Regions from separate parts of the Columba livia genome. Here region 2 is linked to region 1. Evidence: chromatin contacts called from public Hi-C data. All regions are on one chromosome and are shown on one strand. The core of a region is the stretch at or near the end of the contact, and the rest is flanking DNA. Distances in the headings are between cores, read along the strand shown. Region 1 has its middle 15 kb from the start of CREB1. Region 2 holds the start of MDH1B (malate dehydrogenase 1B).

Region 1 (7,418 bases), core at 1,599-4,098:
CTGGCTCATTGCTCCAGAGCCACCAGCACTTGAGGTTTGCTGCCATTAGCTGCTATAATGCCCAGCTGCTTTTTTCCAGCGTCCCTGGGGGGAATTGCCTCCCCTGAAAGTTGTCAGGGAGGAGGAGGAGGCTTTGGGCTGAGCAGAGGTGAAGGGCAGCGCATTTCTCAGCACCACATTGCTGCGAGCACCTCTGGGGAGAAAAGGGCTGAAGACGTGGAGAAAACCGGGAAAGAAAGGGGGAGAGCTTGAAGGAATAAAAGGACAAGGTAGAGACATAGGGCTGGCAGGATGATTAACACCAGATGGCAGGTATCAATTATTTACCATTTATGTACAATAAAAAAATACACTTTAACGACGGGAAGAGCACAAAACAAGCTCAATAGCAATTCAAAAGCATATGGAAATAAAATGCAGCAATTTAAGGGGTTGTAATAAATGTGCATCGTTGGTTGTAATGCCCCTGCAAGAATTACAAATGTTAAGCCTTAGTGAATTACACTTAAAAATAAATGTAACATTAAAAAAGAAATTAGGTACACAAATAACTTTACATTTAGGCATTTATAAAAGAAAATCTGTTTTCAGCAGCTAATTAGAAAAAGTGCTCTAATGAGCCTCACTTTTCTTTACCTTAGAGACAAGGCTGAAACGTTAAACGTGGATATAGGTATGGTGGGTGCCATTAAAAACTCAACTTCCCTAACTTTCCAGTGATTTCAGAAATGAGACATCTCTTTTCCAGAGATGGGAGCTGAAATTGCGGTGCCGTTAAAGCTCCGCTGTGTCTGGAGACGCCATCTGTACCTCTCTGCAGACACCAGGATGCTGGCACCGCCTTCCTTTAGCATTACCGCTATTAATCGCTGTATCGATAAATTAATGTTGACTGGTGGGCAAAGAGGTGACTACCTTAAACTCGAAACGTGCAACTCCCAGTGAAGATCCTGCATCGCTGTTACTGCTGGTTTTTCGTTTACCGTAGGATGGGAACCGTTTAGGTTTGAAGAACGATCTTTGGGTAAAGCAGTATGTCTGGAAAAAAAAAACAAACCCTACCAATTTCCAGCAGATTAGAAAATTTACATCAAAATATCATACAACAAATCCCTTCCCACAGAGCATTTGCTTTTCCTAAACAGCGCTTTCCAACGGCAATGCTGTAAAAGCGAAGGCAAGCCTTTGGTCAGCTCTCCCCACCTCAAATTGTCGGGAGTGACTTCGAAGTTCTCCACACTTGATGTTTCACTGGGCAGAGGCGTTTTCCCCACTCCTTTGCTAAGGAGTGCTGGCAGCAGCAGGACTGATGGCCAAAAAGGGGTTGGCCTCATGCCCTGCACTTTCTCCTGTGGAAAATCACATGGAGAAGGGGGAGATGCCCCACGGAGACTGATGGGCAGGGTGATGAGTGGAGCGATGGACAGGGTGGCTTCTCTAGCCAGGGGAAGCCTTGCAGGGGGGATGACAGTGGCAGGGCCATGGGACACCGGTGTGGACCATGACCAAGCCACACTTGGAAAGACGCCATAAGCGCCTGGCTTGCTGTAGGAGCGTATGCTCCTCCCTTGGGATGGAGCGGGGAGATACTGCTTGCCCCAAAGTTCTTGCATTCACTGGCATCACTTCCATATTTTTAAATATTTAATCTTCGCAGCCTGGTTGCTATGGGAACCCTCACACAGAAATCTGGACTTTGGGTTAAACAGAAGAATCCTTCCCACAGCCGGGAATGCCATCACGATGCCATCACGGTGCCATCCCTCACCAAGGGGGTCAGCTCTGCCCCGCTCATGCCGAGGGGTATTTTAGTATCAGCTCCTTGACAGGCTGCCACCGAAGTCTTGGGAAGTCCCCTCCCTAGAACTCATTTAATTCCTACTGGAAATCGTGGGCTGCCTCAGATTACTTATTGTGGAAAAAAAGCTCTGTTTTTTTCAGTCTAGCACACAGCTGTGACACCCAGTCAGACGCCGGGGCTGGTCCAGGCTCCCCCCACAGACATCGCTGGGCCTTTAGCCATGAGCTGCATCTCGCCCATCAGGGAAAAGGGCTCCGAATTATCATTGCTGGTTGAAAACGATCATTCCCTGCTTGTTTCAACATCCCTGCCAGCAGCAGGGAACTCAGGCTGGGAACACAGAACAAGCAGCACGGGGGTTATCAGCAGGACTCAGCCTCTCAGATTTGGCCAAAATCCGCCAACGTGTATGAAAAGAACAGCCTACTTAGGAATTCCATAGTCCTTTAGCAGACCACCTTTCAGCTTTTCTCTCTTTATTGTCTGGTTCGTGGTGGAAAGCGCTCAGCGTGCCATGGAGCACAGGCAGCCCCACCTCGTGCACACTGGCAATGAGATGCCTCCCTGGATCTGAACCCCCTCCAGCAGACACCCACCCCCAAATGCATCCCCCAGCTGAGCTTCTGGAAACCGCAGCCTGACCAAAGTACAGACTTCTCATCCCATACAGCTGTCCCAGTTACTCCCCAAAAGGTTCATCAACCACTGGAGGTGCCTGAGAGTGTGAGATGCTGGCAGCAACACAGCAGTGGCCGTGGCCGTACTCCCGGTGGCACAGGGGGTCACGGAGCAGAAACCGGCATTACACAGAGATTTACTGCCTGTAATGACTGGGACACACGTTAGCCAGATCGTTTTTACAGCCTCACCCCCAGCTTTTTGTTTGGCATGGAGGATTTTACATCACTAAACCATAACTGGGAGCAAATCAGTGGCTTTCATTCTGCTTTCCCGGCAACTTTCCCCTTGTGTCACCCAGGGAAGGTAAAGTGTGAGTGGTACCCCCCGCCAGCTCCCTTTGCACGGCCAGCACCATTTCTTCCCTCCCTTCTATTTTTAGGCTTCTCTTTCCATTCCTGTTTAAACGTATTACCTAGATCCATAACATTTGCCAGCTGGGGGTAGTAATGCTGACTCCCAAGGTGCCTGCGGCATTTACACAAAATTAGGCAATGGAAGGAAACCGTCTCAGCAATTATGTGAGAGATGATGGTGAGCCAAAAAGAAAAAATGTATGCAAAAGGTGCACTCTCCTGCCAACAAATTAGGGCTAAATTACGGAGTCCGGGAGTCTTCAAATAAGTTAAACGGTGTATTACAAATTTAGTTTCAATTAACAAATTAAATAGGAAAACAAGCGCACTGCCGAGCAGCTACTGTAGAAGGGGAGGCGTTTTGCAGCAACCACGTTTTCTCCTGTTACCAAGTGACAGAGTTAAAAAAAACAATTAGATTTCCTTGGTACCCACAGTCACAGCCTTTCTCTGCTCCAAGCTGGCCCGGGTGCTGGGGCTGGCCGACCATGGGTGGAAACCACACAAGCCTCTCCCAGGTCCTCTCCAGCAAGTTGGGTGTCGTGGCCATCGGAAGCACGTCCACCCCACTGCGTCCCCCCTGACAGTGTTTCAGCAAACAACCCACTGCTGACTGCCCTTTTTTATTGCTTTACAGCACAGTTTTTCCTCAAATTTTATGGCATTTCATTAAAGCCGCCAGAAGGTGATACTGCCCCCTTTCCAGAAGTGAAATAAATTCAAGTTTTATCGCTTCTGGAAATGCTGGAACAGCTGTCAGGACATTTGATGGATTTTCTCAATTACAGGACTTGTGGAGCATTTTATACTTACATCCACACTGAAGCCTAATATACTGTACGAGATGTTTGTTCCCCCCCTTATCTCTTTTATCTCTTTGCATCTCCCTCCCTAATAACGGTCAACTTGTTATTTTTCTCTTAATTCCCTTTTTTACTGTAACCTTTTTTTCCTCCCTGATAATAATCTAGTGTTTTCCTTCTTTATTTCCCAATAAAGCTTAACTTTTCTATAGAAGCAGTCAGTGACCCCAGAGCTGGTGTGTGCCCCCATAGTGACTTAATCAAAAGAGCAGCCCGCCTCATCCTGCCAGCTTTTGGACTGGGGAGCCTGGGGAGAGGGGCTGGGTGAGGAGGATTGCATCTCCGGGCTGACCTGTGCCTTCTAGACACAATTTCCTTGGAAATAAAACCTCTTTTTACCATCTCCTTGAATTTGGAGCTTCTTGGTGCAGGCAGCATCACAAACGCAGGGAGAGCCCCATCAGAGCTGGGTAGTGCAGCCATCTCCACCTTCTTCAAAGATGCCTCTGACAGATGAACACTCATTTCCCAGCACTCCCAAGATGGCCCTTCTCATCCGGGCTGCTCCGGGGACTGTTTTCCAAGTGGGTTGTGTGAAATTGTTTCTCAGGCTCTTCTCTGCCCCACCGTGTACCTGACAGGCTGTATGAGCTCATGCACCATCATGAACACAGAACCACTGAACCACAGCATGTCAGGGATTGGAAGGGACCTCAAAAGTTCATCCAGTGCAATCCCCCCGCCGGAGCAGGAACACCCAGATGAGGTTACACAGAAAGGTGTCCAGGCGGGTTTGAATGTCTGCAGAGGAGGAGACTTCACAGCCTCCCTGGGCAGCCTGGTCCAGTGTTCTGAGATGAAGTTTCTTCTGAAATTTAAGTGGAACCTCCTGTGTTCCAGTTTGAACCCATTACCCCTTGTCCTATCACTGGTTCTCACCGAGAAGAGCCTGGCTCCATCCTCCTGACACTCACCCTTTAGATATCTGTAACCATGAATGAGGTCACCCCTCAGTCTCCTCTTCTCCAGCTCCAGAGCCCCAGCTCCCTCAGCCTTTCCTCACACGGGAGATGCTCCACTCCCTTCAGCATCTTTGTTGCCCTGCGCTGGACTCTCTCCAGCAGTTCCCTGTCCTTCTGGAACTGAGGGGCCACAACTGGACACAATATTCCAGATGTGGTCTCACCAGGGCGGAATACATCCCTATACTGATGGAGGCATTTCTCCACGTTGCATCTTTCGGCAAGGATGCCCCACTGAGGCCCAGGGACTGATGGAGGGACATATTTTACCAGACTGAAATTATCTCGGATCACCAATAAAATGCATGAGGATGCCAAATTGCCCCTTTCGTTTCTTTCTGGCTGTAATCCAATGTGGAGCAACAGCTCAGGGTCTGTTCTCTGAGGCAGTGAGCAGCACAGGAGTTCGGATGGGAATGTCCCATTATGGGCAGATGTGTCCTCCCCATAAAGTGAGGAGAGGGCTGAGGGTGACAGAACGAAGCAAAAGTTGCAATAGTAAACAAACAAACAAACAAAACACATGTGAATTCTGAGAGCCTCTGTTCAACCCAAAACTTCATCTCTTTGAGAAGACAGGGCAGGCAGGGTGAAGAACGTGTCCACTCCCTGTATGAGCAGGGGTGAAATGGAGTTGGGATGAAGTGTAACCCATCCTAGAGGAGGTCCGCCCCTCGCTCCATCGTGTCCCCACACCCCACTTTTGTGAGCTGATAAAGAGGTCTGGAGAAGCAGCTCCATGCTGAACATCACAGACCCTCAGCAAATTTCCACAAGCCAAGGTGTGATCCCAGGTTTATTGGAATTAGAACAATTAAAGCAATTAAAGACAAAGAAGTGCCTGGGGAAGGGGGGAAACTACCACCAAACAGAATTGCTATTGCAGTCTATCAAATTGGCACAAAAAGATTAAAAAGCTGATTTACATTAAAAAAAAAAAAAAAAATCTAGCGTTCCCTGAAACAGATAACACATCCTGCTGAGAAAATCACTCCACACATAAAAGAAAAGCAAAGGTGATTATATATAACAAAACTAATCTTCTCTACTGCTTTAATCACCTCAGACCGTTTCACCTGCTTATTTGAAAGCTGTTAACCCGAAGAAAAAATTATTGTGAGAATGTCCTCATTTCCAGCTCTGTGCTCAAATGGGCTTGTTTTCCTAAAAGTCTTTAACAATGGGCATTGCTCTGCAAGATGAATGTTTCCTTAAGACTATTCTATAGTTGATACATATATTCATGACTCGAGTGTGATGCAGAGAGGGAAGAGGGTGCTGGGAAAGCCATGAGAGACCTGCCAGGGTCATGGCAGGAGTCTGTCTGTCCTGCCACTGCCGATAGCCAGCAGTAAATTTTGCCCATATGTGCATGGTTATCTCAATATTAATCATATTTGATACTGAGATGCAACACCTCTTTTGCTAAATCAGGCACAGTACATTAAGCGCCGATTCTTTCTTTGCCTGAGTAGTAGCTTGTGAGATTTTATAGACTGTTTATTTTTATATGTCACGGCTTTGATCTGAACCCCACTGAAACCCAGGGAAACCCACAGATGCGGGAAGTTTTGTGTCAGAGCTACGGCAAGCAAATAAACAAGCCAAGAAGAGGATTTCAAGCAGCAGCAGAAGCCTGGGATGACACGGGCACTGCCGCTGTCACCGGCAGCTCCACGGTGCGGTGGTAAATTCCTGTGGGTGTCCATAACTCACCCCAAACGCCTCGCTCGTTTTTCTTACAAATGCAGTTTCACCATGATCTCCAAATTCAGGGCTGGCATGAGTGATACTTGCTATCCTGGGCTGTCAGCAAGGACAGGTAAAAAAATGCCCCTTCCAGTTACTGGTGTACAAATTGGCATAGGCAGGAGATACGTGCACTGCCCTTTCAGAAATGAATTACCTCCAAAACCTGGGATATTCAGAAGAGGGGAAGACATAGAGCCCAGGCGCACAGAGGGAGTGGGAGGACGGTGAGCATCCTCCTCCCAGCCGTAAATCACAGAAATCGAATTAGATCATCTCAAATTGAGGGACAAAAAGCCAGTTATAGATCCATTTTGCAACGCCAGCCGACATAGCTTCCATTTGTGACTCGCTGAGTGACATTACTTATCCTGAGTGCTCCTCTGACAATGTAAGCACTTAATGTGAAGACATGTGTAAAATTACAGCAAAATGAATGAAACTCAGGAAATTATGTAAGGTTTATAGGGTTGCCTTTTTTTTTTTTTTTGCCTTTTTTTCTCCTTTTTTGAGGCTTCCTCTCAATTTTTGCCTTCTAAATGAAGATCTGGGCAATGCATTGGCTGACAGTACCTTCCCAGAGCAACGAGCTCTTCTGCTCTTGATGCATCTGAGCAACTCGAAACTAATACCAGTGTGCACTGAACAGCAAATAGACCTTCACGTTGATGAGGCAAATCCTGCGGCTCTTAAAAGCAAGCTATGCTGAAGTGTCCCATGTATCTCCGTCTTCAAAGTGCAACACACTTATGGAAATTGCAGATGCTATGGTGCTATTTGTCTGGCAGCAGACATTACGGATGACATATGAACCTGATTTCTCAAACAGATGAGGTCTGCGAGAGGATTAAGGAAACATCTATAAATTAAGATGCAGAAAAAAAGTTCTTGCTGTCTTCCTTGGCCTCCCTCTTGTTGGCTTGAGAGTCCAGCACTCAAGATTGCATACTTGGCAGAGCACCAGGCATCCCTGCCTTGCCTACTGCTTTAAAACACACAGACCTCATGC
Region 2 (7,418 bases), core at 1,250-3,749, 150 kb before region 1:
GTCTGCTAAGGTTTTCATCACGTAGCCAAAGGGCTCTGATGTCAGAGTTCATAGTAGTATTTGTGGGGAAGTGAGGGAAGATAACGGTGATGGGAAACTGGGCAAGAATAGAGCAGTGCAGGGGGCTCACGCAATGTGTTTGACTTAAGTAAATCAGGAAACCTTGGACAAGGTACTACTCACAAGATGATGAGAAACTGGCTGAAGATATGGTGGAATGTGGAACCAAGAGGAAAGTAACCTTTCCACTTGTTAACTGAAGGGAGCTCTTAATTTTGCGAGCCTACAGGGTGCTATTTTTAATACTGTGTAATTTCTATTGTAGATGCATTTTATGTTTAACCTTTGATAGGCATGCAGTAAGAATATTGTGTTTTAATAGCCAATATACTTTGTAGTCTCATTTTTACTGTCATTTATTTCAATCTAATTACTGCTTTGATAAATGAAGTCTCTTCTGTGGCAACAGAGCTGACCTTCTGTGCCTCAGTGTGCATTTGTAGCTGGGTGTTTGTATTAAAGGTACAGCACCCAGTGTGCTGGTGGATCACTTTGAAGGCTTGCAGCTTTCATGTGCATCCAAAACAGTAATTGGAGCACTATTAAATAAGTCAACTATGCCAATTATATTTTTGCTACATTTTTAAGAGTTGGTAGAAGATACATATTTGCAGTGTTTGGAAATAAGCTCTACTGAGACTTCTTTTAAAAAATCCATATAAAGGCAAATTTCTGGGAACTTGCATAGTGACATGGCTATAGAACACTTGATCTGCTATAATTGTGTAGTAAGAAATTGAGAGTAGTTACTTTATACTTTTGCTGTTTGTTGCTCCTTTTTCTTTCATATAAGTCTGAGCAGGCTAAGAAAGCAGTGATAATATACCTGAAGAATGAAGGATTCATAAACTCTAATTCACTTTAGATGGCAGTTCTGAAAGAGATAGACCGTCTGACTTTCTCGAATGCTCTGCGTGTGTTTTTGGCTCTTGCTGCAATGAATTATTGTTCCATTCCAATCCTGAATGCCTGCAGTAAAAAGATCCAGGGTAAGAAAAAACATGTTTATTACATTTCCCTTCCTTATACCAAATTCTTCCTAATTATTGTCTCATCTCCCTTTTCTGATTTCCTTTAAAACTCAGGAAACATCTTTGCCTTACAAGATATTACAGTAATGCGGAGCCATTTGACAAGGAGCAAGACAGAAAATTACTTATTGATAATGAAAGCAAATAATTCTCTGGCCTTCTTAACATTTACCTGAACTATATATTTTTCTTTACATTTTAGGAAAAAGAGTTGAATTTAGCAAGAAAAAGTAGATTTCAGATAAACTTTTAAAACAAATCTGAATTGGAAATGGACATCTTACAGGACGAATTGGTGGCTTAGTGTGATTAGTTGATAAACTAAAGGGAACATAGTGTTTCCCTGGTGAACTGGATTTCATTATTGAATGCTGCTTAATTGACCTCATGCTGCAGCCCAGAAAAAAAAAAAAAATAAGTTAAACTAATGCTTTCACCTCTCTCCATACCTTTAGAATACATTTCTTAAGTATATGTGGTCAGTATGTATTGATTCAGACTTGAAATACGTTTGAATTTGTGTCTAAAAACCCAGTAAAATAGCAAAATAGCATTCTTAACATAAATGAAGCAGGAGTGTTTGGGCTGCCTGTACAGCTACTGTTTGTTGTAGGTGTTAGGACACTGTCTTTAATAACATATATGGGGTATTCCACACTGAGTACACAGACTAGGTGGCATACACAGAGTGAGCAGCTACTCTATTTGTTTTGCATTTTTTAGTGCACGTTTTCAGGTCTTACATGCTGCACATCATGTAAATTATGTTCTGGGGACAGTGCAATTAATTTCTGGACAGAAATGACCCCTGTCAGAGGCTGGAGATGGATTCGGAAGAGGAGGGAGAAGCACGCTTTGGGGACCATGGGGCAAAGGAATTCTCCAGCAGGTTCTTCACATCCTGTGCTGGGGCTCTTAAGAACGCAGCCCTCTCTTCCATAGCTGGGGACCTGACCAGAATTCTTGTAACTGTGTATTTCATGGGTACTTATTGAGCTAATTTTTGCAGCAGCAAGGGAGTGACCTAGTGATGATATTAGTTCTCTAATTCTGCAGAAGAGAGAAGTTAAGGTCAAAGTGTCCAGCAACATGAATCCTGGAACAGAAGATCTTCTGGGAACAGAGTCTTCTTGCTTCTGTTGTTGATTTGTCCCCTTTTGGTGATTTATCCCTTTCTAGCTTGGTCCTGACTCGGTTTGTTTTCTTCTGCCTCTGTTTCTTCCATGTGATTTAGCTCAGTTGATTTTGCCTAACCAGTCTCAGTCTGTTCCACAGTTCCTTGTTGTTTGTTGGGTTTTTTTTCCACTTCTCCATCCTTCAGCCAAACTGTTCCCACAGTATCTCCCAACCTACAACTCCCATTGCTTTGTATCATTTGTCCTTTTTTGCTCTTCCGTTGCAGAGAATGTTCATGATGTTCCATTTCGGACGTTAATCCTCATTCTGGAAACTTGTTACAATCTCCAGTACCGTAATGTAAAACTGTTCTCAGCATTAGCAGACTATGTTCATTCTGCTGCCTGCCTTTGGGACAAAAGACAGGTGAGTTTAGAGTGGTACAAGTAGCATAAGACATTTCTGGTGCTTTCCATTTTACCTTACTTCAAGTTTGTGTTTGATCTTTAGAGAACACATTTTTTATGAACACCAATCTGATGAAGCTGATACAGTTAATTTTTTAAAATGCTCTTCTATTTATTGATGAATAAATAAATAAGAAATAAAAGAGGTGTTGCAGTTTGAAAAAGTTGCTTTCGTTAAAAATGCCTGTTACAAAATCAACAGATAGGATCCACTGGCTTTCTTGACCTTATAATTCTATCTTGTCTTTTAGATTGTCCTTCTCCTTTCTGCCTTTGAGACACTCGCCTTTCAGCCTCATGAGCTGATGGGTGTTTTTGCTGAGAAGGTGACAGAAGACCCTGAATTCCTCAACTTGAAAAGCCTTTTGATTGTTCTCCGAGCTTATTCAAGACTCTACTATATTCCCAGAGGCCAAAAGAATCTGTAGGTTTTCATTTAGAATGCCTGATAATACGTTATGTAGTCAGTATAGAGTCATGTATGACAACTAAGTTGTGAAAGAGTTCATAATCCTGTTTTATTAATCTGTAAGGTAATTTTTTTCTACATAGGAATTTTCCTCTGTAATGGAAAATTGAGACCTTGGTTCTAGACTGACCAGGCTACTAAATCTGTTGGTAGGCAGCTGTGTCCTTAAAGAAGAATCAAAAGCTAGTGTTAGATTACACAACATATAATTATACAATAGAATAAAGATTTCTGACTTGTGTTTTTGTTTGAAATCTGTATTTTCTATAGCCTTGTTTGTGTACTTAGATACTTTTCTTCTGCTTTTGGAAAAGGTTTTTTGAGACTCTTCATAGCTGCTTGATTAAGTACCTACCTCAGATTTCCAACACAGAACTGCTGAAGGCAGCGTATTCACTTTGCATCTTAGGGTATCTTCCTAATCAGGCACTTGATGAGCTGCTGCAAAAGGACAGCAGGAACGAACTTCTACTATCAGGTCAGGCCTTACTTTGTCATGTTCTTGTTTGAAAAAGGATAGTCTGCCTCCGTACATCATTTGTTGTAATTGTTTTAAAAATTTAGAACTTAAACAATGATTTATATTCAAGTTGAAGTCCTTAAGACAAAGCTAATGCAGGTGAACTAAGTGATCTGTGTCTGTGCTAGGGCATCCAACTTATTGTCTTGGGTCCCCTGGTGGCAGTAGTTTAATAGTAGATGTGTACATGGAGAGAGGTGAATATGAGATTTGTGAAAATGGTAGAGCCAGGGGTTCTATCTTTGACAGATGTTCAGGAATTTTTAAAAACACAGGAAGTCTGAACCTTTGTAAACCAACCTTAGTACCTGGAATCACGAGTAAAAGGGATTTTTCGACTGTTTCAAGTTACAATGAGGAACTTGAAATGGTTTGTAGGAGAATTTGGTTTCCATATTACAGTTCTGTGCAGCCAGTAGGGTAGTTGAGCAGAGCAGAGCTGCAGTGTACAGTAAAACACTGCCTGCTGGAACTGAACCTGAAAGCTGCAAAGCTGTAACTGCTTAGAGTTTGTGCAGCTTAGTACTCTGAAAGTACCATTTCAAAATTATGGCCAAGTCTGATATCCCTTCTTTGTTTTATAAATACCCTTCTGCTTGTCTGGGTTTTATAAATGGTTTTTTGTACATGCTCTCCCATTCCATGTTCTCCTTAGGTTTCCTGGAATAACCAATACCATGCGCAGAGCTGTGTACAGTAGGGGTGAAAGACTGAATGAATAGGCAGGTTCCAGCCATGGTCTTTAATATTATAATTAGTGAATTGAAGGTGTATATTTAACAATATATTGAAGATACTCAATAATATTCAGTAAAAAAACAATTGGGTTTCGATTTCTGGATTGAAATTAATTTGCCAGAATAGACTATAAATGATAGTAAAATGAAAAATTCTGTGAGATCACAGAATCCTAGAATCATTTTGGTTGGAAGAGACCCTCAAGATGATACATTGGATGTAATTTTTTTTTGGTGTCCTTTTTCAGATGATCTTTACAGAGAACAAAAGGAAATGATGCTTCGCTGTGTGAAAACATGTATGGAACTTGACAGCCCTTCCTTCACAAAGCCTGCATTCGTACCGACTGAGAATGGCTCCTCATTAGTATCTGTTAATCTCAGAAAGGCTCGGGATGCGCTGATAGAACTTCTGGGAGATGAGAACATGTTTCGGCAAAATGTTCAGCTACCATATAAATATCATATCGGTATGAAGCCAAATTACTGTCATATTGTTTTTAATGTAGGTTTATAATCCCTAAAATAATAAGGTGGTTAGAAATTTGCGTAGAGTACAAGTGTTTAAAAGTGCAACACTTTGAAGACACAATCTTGTAACTAATGATGGACTTGCTTGGCGAATCTACTTTCTAGGATGCTTCTGTTAAACTTTTTAAGTCAATTTACTAAAACATTATGATTACTTCTGTTTACAAAACTGCTTTGCACTTTTTGTTAAGCTTCAGCGGGCAGATGTTAATTGTATATAAATCCAATATGGCCAACTGCTAAACTATGATTTCCCATAAAGTTAGACCTACAGTTTTGAAAAACGAATGTATTTTTGTTTTATTTTTTCTGGAGATGTGCAAGTTATAGCTGTCTGCACTGGTTGCAGGGAGGAAAAAGGCATCAGTAACATAAATGATTAGAGAACAGCAACTAGAGCAGTGACGGTATCTGTTACCTTTTTCAAATGAGCTGGACATTTGAAAACAATTTGAACAATTAATGTTCAAACGAGAACATTAATTGTAACCTCTTGCAATGCTGAATGTTTTGTTGTTTTATTTTCAGATTTTGAAATCAGAATGGATTCAGTCAGCAAGAAAGTGCTTCCAGTAACTGCCACAGATGATGGTGCTGACTCAAGTGTTCAAAGGTGTCTTTTTTGACTGCATACTTTTTCTAGCAGGCTAGTTTTATTTATATGTGTTCCATCCAGTTACTTCTTTGATTCATGGATTTGCAGAAGCAAAGTAGATATTTGTGCTCACTGAAATATACAAAAGTTGCCATGCTGGTTCAGAGCAGCAACTCATCCCGTTCACTACCACATCCTAAAACTTAACATTCCAGAGAAAGAGGCAGGAAACATCCCAGTAATCTGATGCTCTTGTAATGGAGACAGGTTTTGAAGTATGACTGAAATCCCTTCCAAAAAATTGCTGCATTATGGTTTTAAAATTTCAAGTATTTATGCGTCCAACTACAGTTTCAGTTATTCTCCTAATGTTATGGCAAATAATTCAGTAACACTTAAATATAATTAGGTAATACTTAACATTTGTGTGCTGGATCACTGCACAGCAATGTATTTTGTATACTTTGCTTTTTGGGAGAAGGAGCGCTAGTGAATTGTGTAACAAACTCACTGTCAGGCGTCCAAAGCTTTCAGCTTTCCTTTCCAAGTAGGTTTTTATGGCAGGAAGTAACTGATTCTGAATATTAGTAAAGGATCAAAGTAAATGCAGAAGCTGTCAAAATAATGTAGAATTTTGAATGCTCTATTTCCTTTTCATTGTGGGAGAAGTGGAGATCTAAGGATTTCATTCTGCTGGAGGAATTTGGGTAGATGCTGATATTTATGTGAAGTTCATAGAAGAAGAGATGCTTTAAATTACTTCAGTCTGGAAAAGGATAATGAAATTTGTGCACTCCTAATATTTTACCTACCAGAAAGACAGCTGTATATTCTGCAGTGTTAAAGGACATCATTGAATCATTGTCCTAAAAGTGTTTATTCTGCATTTGTACAATGGAGTCTTCCCTACTTTTCTTGGTTGCAGATTGGCTTTTCTCTTTGTTCCTCTGTCTGCCTTCTGTGTGGGTACGATGCACCCCCAAGGGAAGCTGGCAATGAAGAGGCGGCATCTAAATAAACTGGGCTATCACGTGATTCTGGTAAGCAAATAAAAAGAAGCCACTGAATTTCTTTCTACTTAAAAAAAACCCTATGTGACTTGGGCTGATTTCCCAGATTTTTATAGAATGAGTGGTTCAAGTCAGCTTGTTTTCAAAATACAACTCCCTATGGCCTTCCCATCACTAAGTGCTTGGTTTGTGGGACAGGGTAGTTTGCTGAAGACAACAGAACTAATATACCTTTTCCTTTTCCTTTCTTCCAGGTCCTGAACAAGAAGTTTCAGGAAATGACAAGTGAGGATGCAGTTGAATTTTTGAAACGAAAAATTTATTCAGAAAATGCTTTCCATTTTTCTGAAGTCACTGTGCAGGATAATAATTAAAATAAACCATCAATTTTGGATCTCCTGATGTCTCTTTTTCCTGTGCTATTACTGTAAGGTTTTAATGGAAGAGATAAGCAGTTTTGTAAACAACTGCCTACTCCAAATTATTACAGATTGAGAAAAGTTTGTAAAGTGTCTGCTAATAGTGAGGGTTTTCTTTTGTGAAGTGGGAGTGGGTTTTCTTTAGTGGAAGGAACTACTTAATTAATCCAAAAAGCATCCTGGTATCTATTGCTGTTGAAATGTCTTAATTCTATCTTCACTTTGCTTCCCCACCTCCATGCACTAAGTCAAATTTCTCTTGAGTTGGGTCAGGGAAAGGATGTGACCATTTCAAGTGCTGTTGGAACCTGGTCTGCAAAGATGCACTAGAAGGATTCTCCCCAACATCCCACCACCACCATCTCCTGTGTTAATCTTTTACAGAACTATAGATGGTAAAGCAGTAAATAGTACAGCCTAAGGGCTATGTTGAGGAATCCAAAGTTAAATGAAAAGCTTCTGA

Evidence for each region. A called contact is a pair of places that touch in the nucleus more often than the background predicts.
Region 2: a Hi-C map of crop shows a contact between it and region 1, with 2.1 times the contacts expected there. The contact joins the promoter of MDH1B here to the enhancer-like site in region 1. A contact is called at or near these places in 2 of 2 Hi-C or Micro-C datasets (crop and liver).

What each region holds. Positions count from the first base shown.
Region 1 is chr7:36,776,736-36,784,153 of bColLiv1.pat.W.v2, reverse strand. No RefSeq gene overlaps it. Among named protein-coding and RNA genes, the nearest start is that of CREB1, 15 kb to the right of the region's middle. Within about 2 kb of position 2,848, at least 1 of the 3 cell types and tissues checked has an H3K27ac peak away from gene starts, as active enhancers do.
Region 2 is chr7:36,928,401-36,935,818 of bColLiv1.pat.W.v2, reverse strand. It overlaps MDH1B (malate dehydrogenase 1B), which reads right to left and starts at 2,499. Exons shown (of 11, transcript XM_065069437.1): 1 at 887-2,499. FASTKD2 (FAST kinase domains 2) reads left to right here. Exons shown (of 12, transcript XM_065069430.1): 5 at 926-1,049; 6 at 2,494-2,633; 7 at 2,926-3,098; 8 at 3,458-3,621; 9 at 4,649-4,870; 10 at 5,460-5,544; 11 at 6,452-6,566; 12 at 6,791-6,930. The coding sequence ends at 6,910.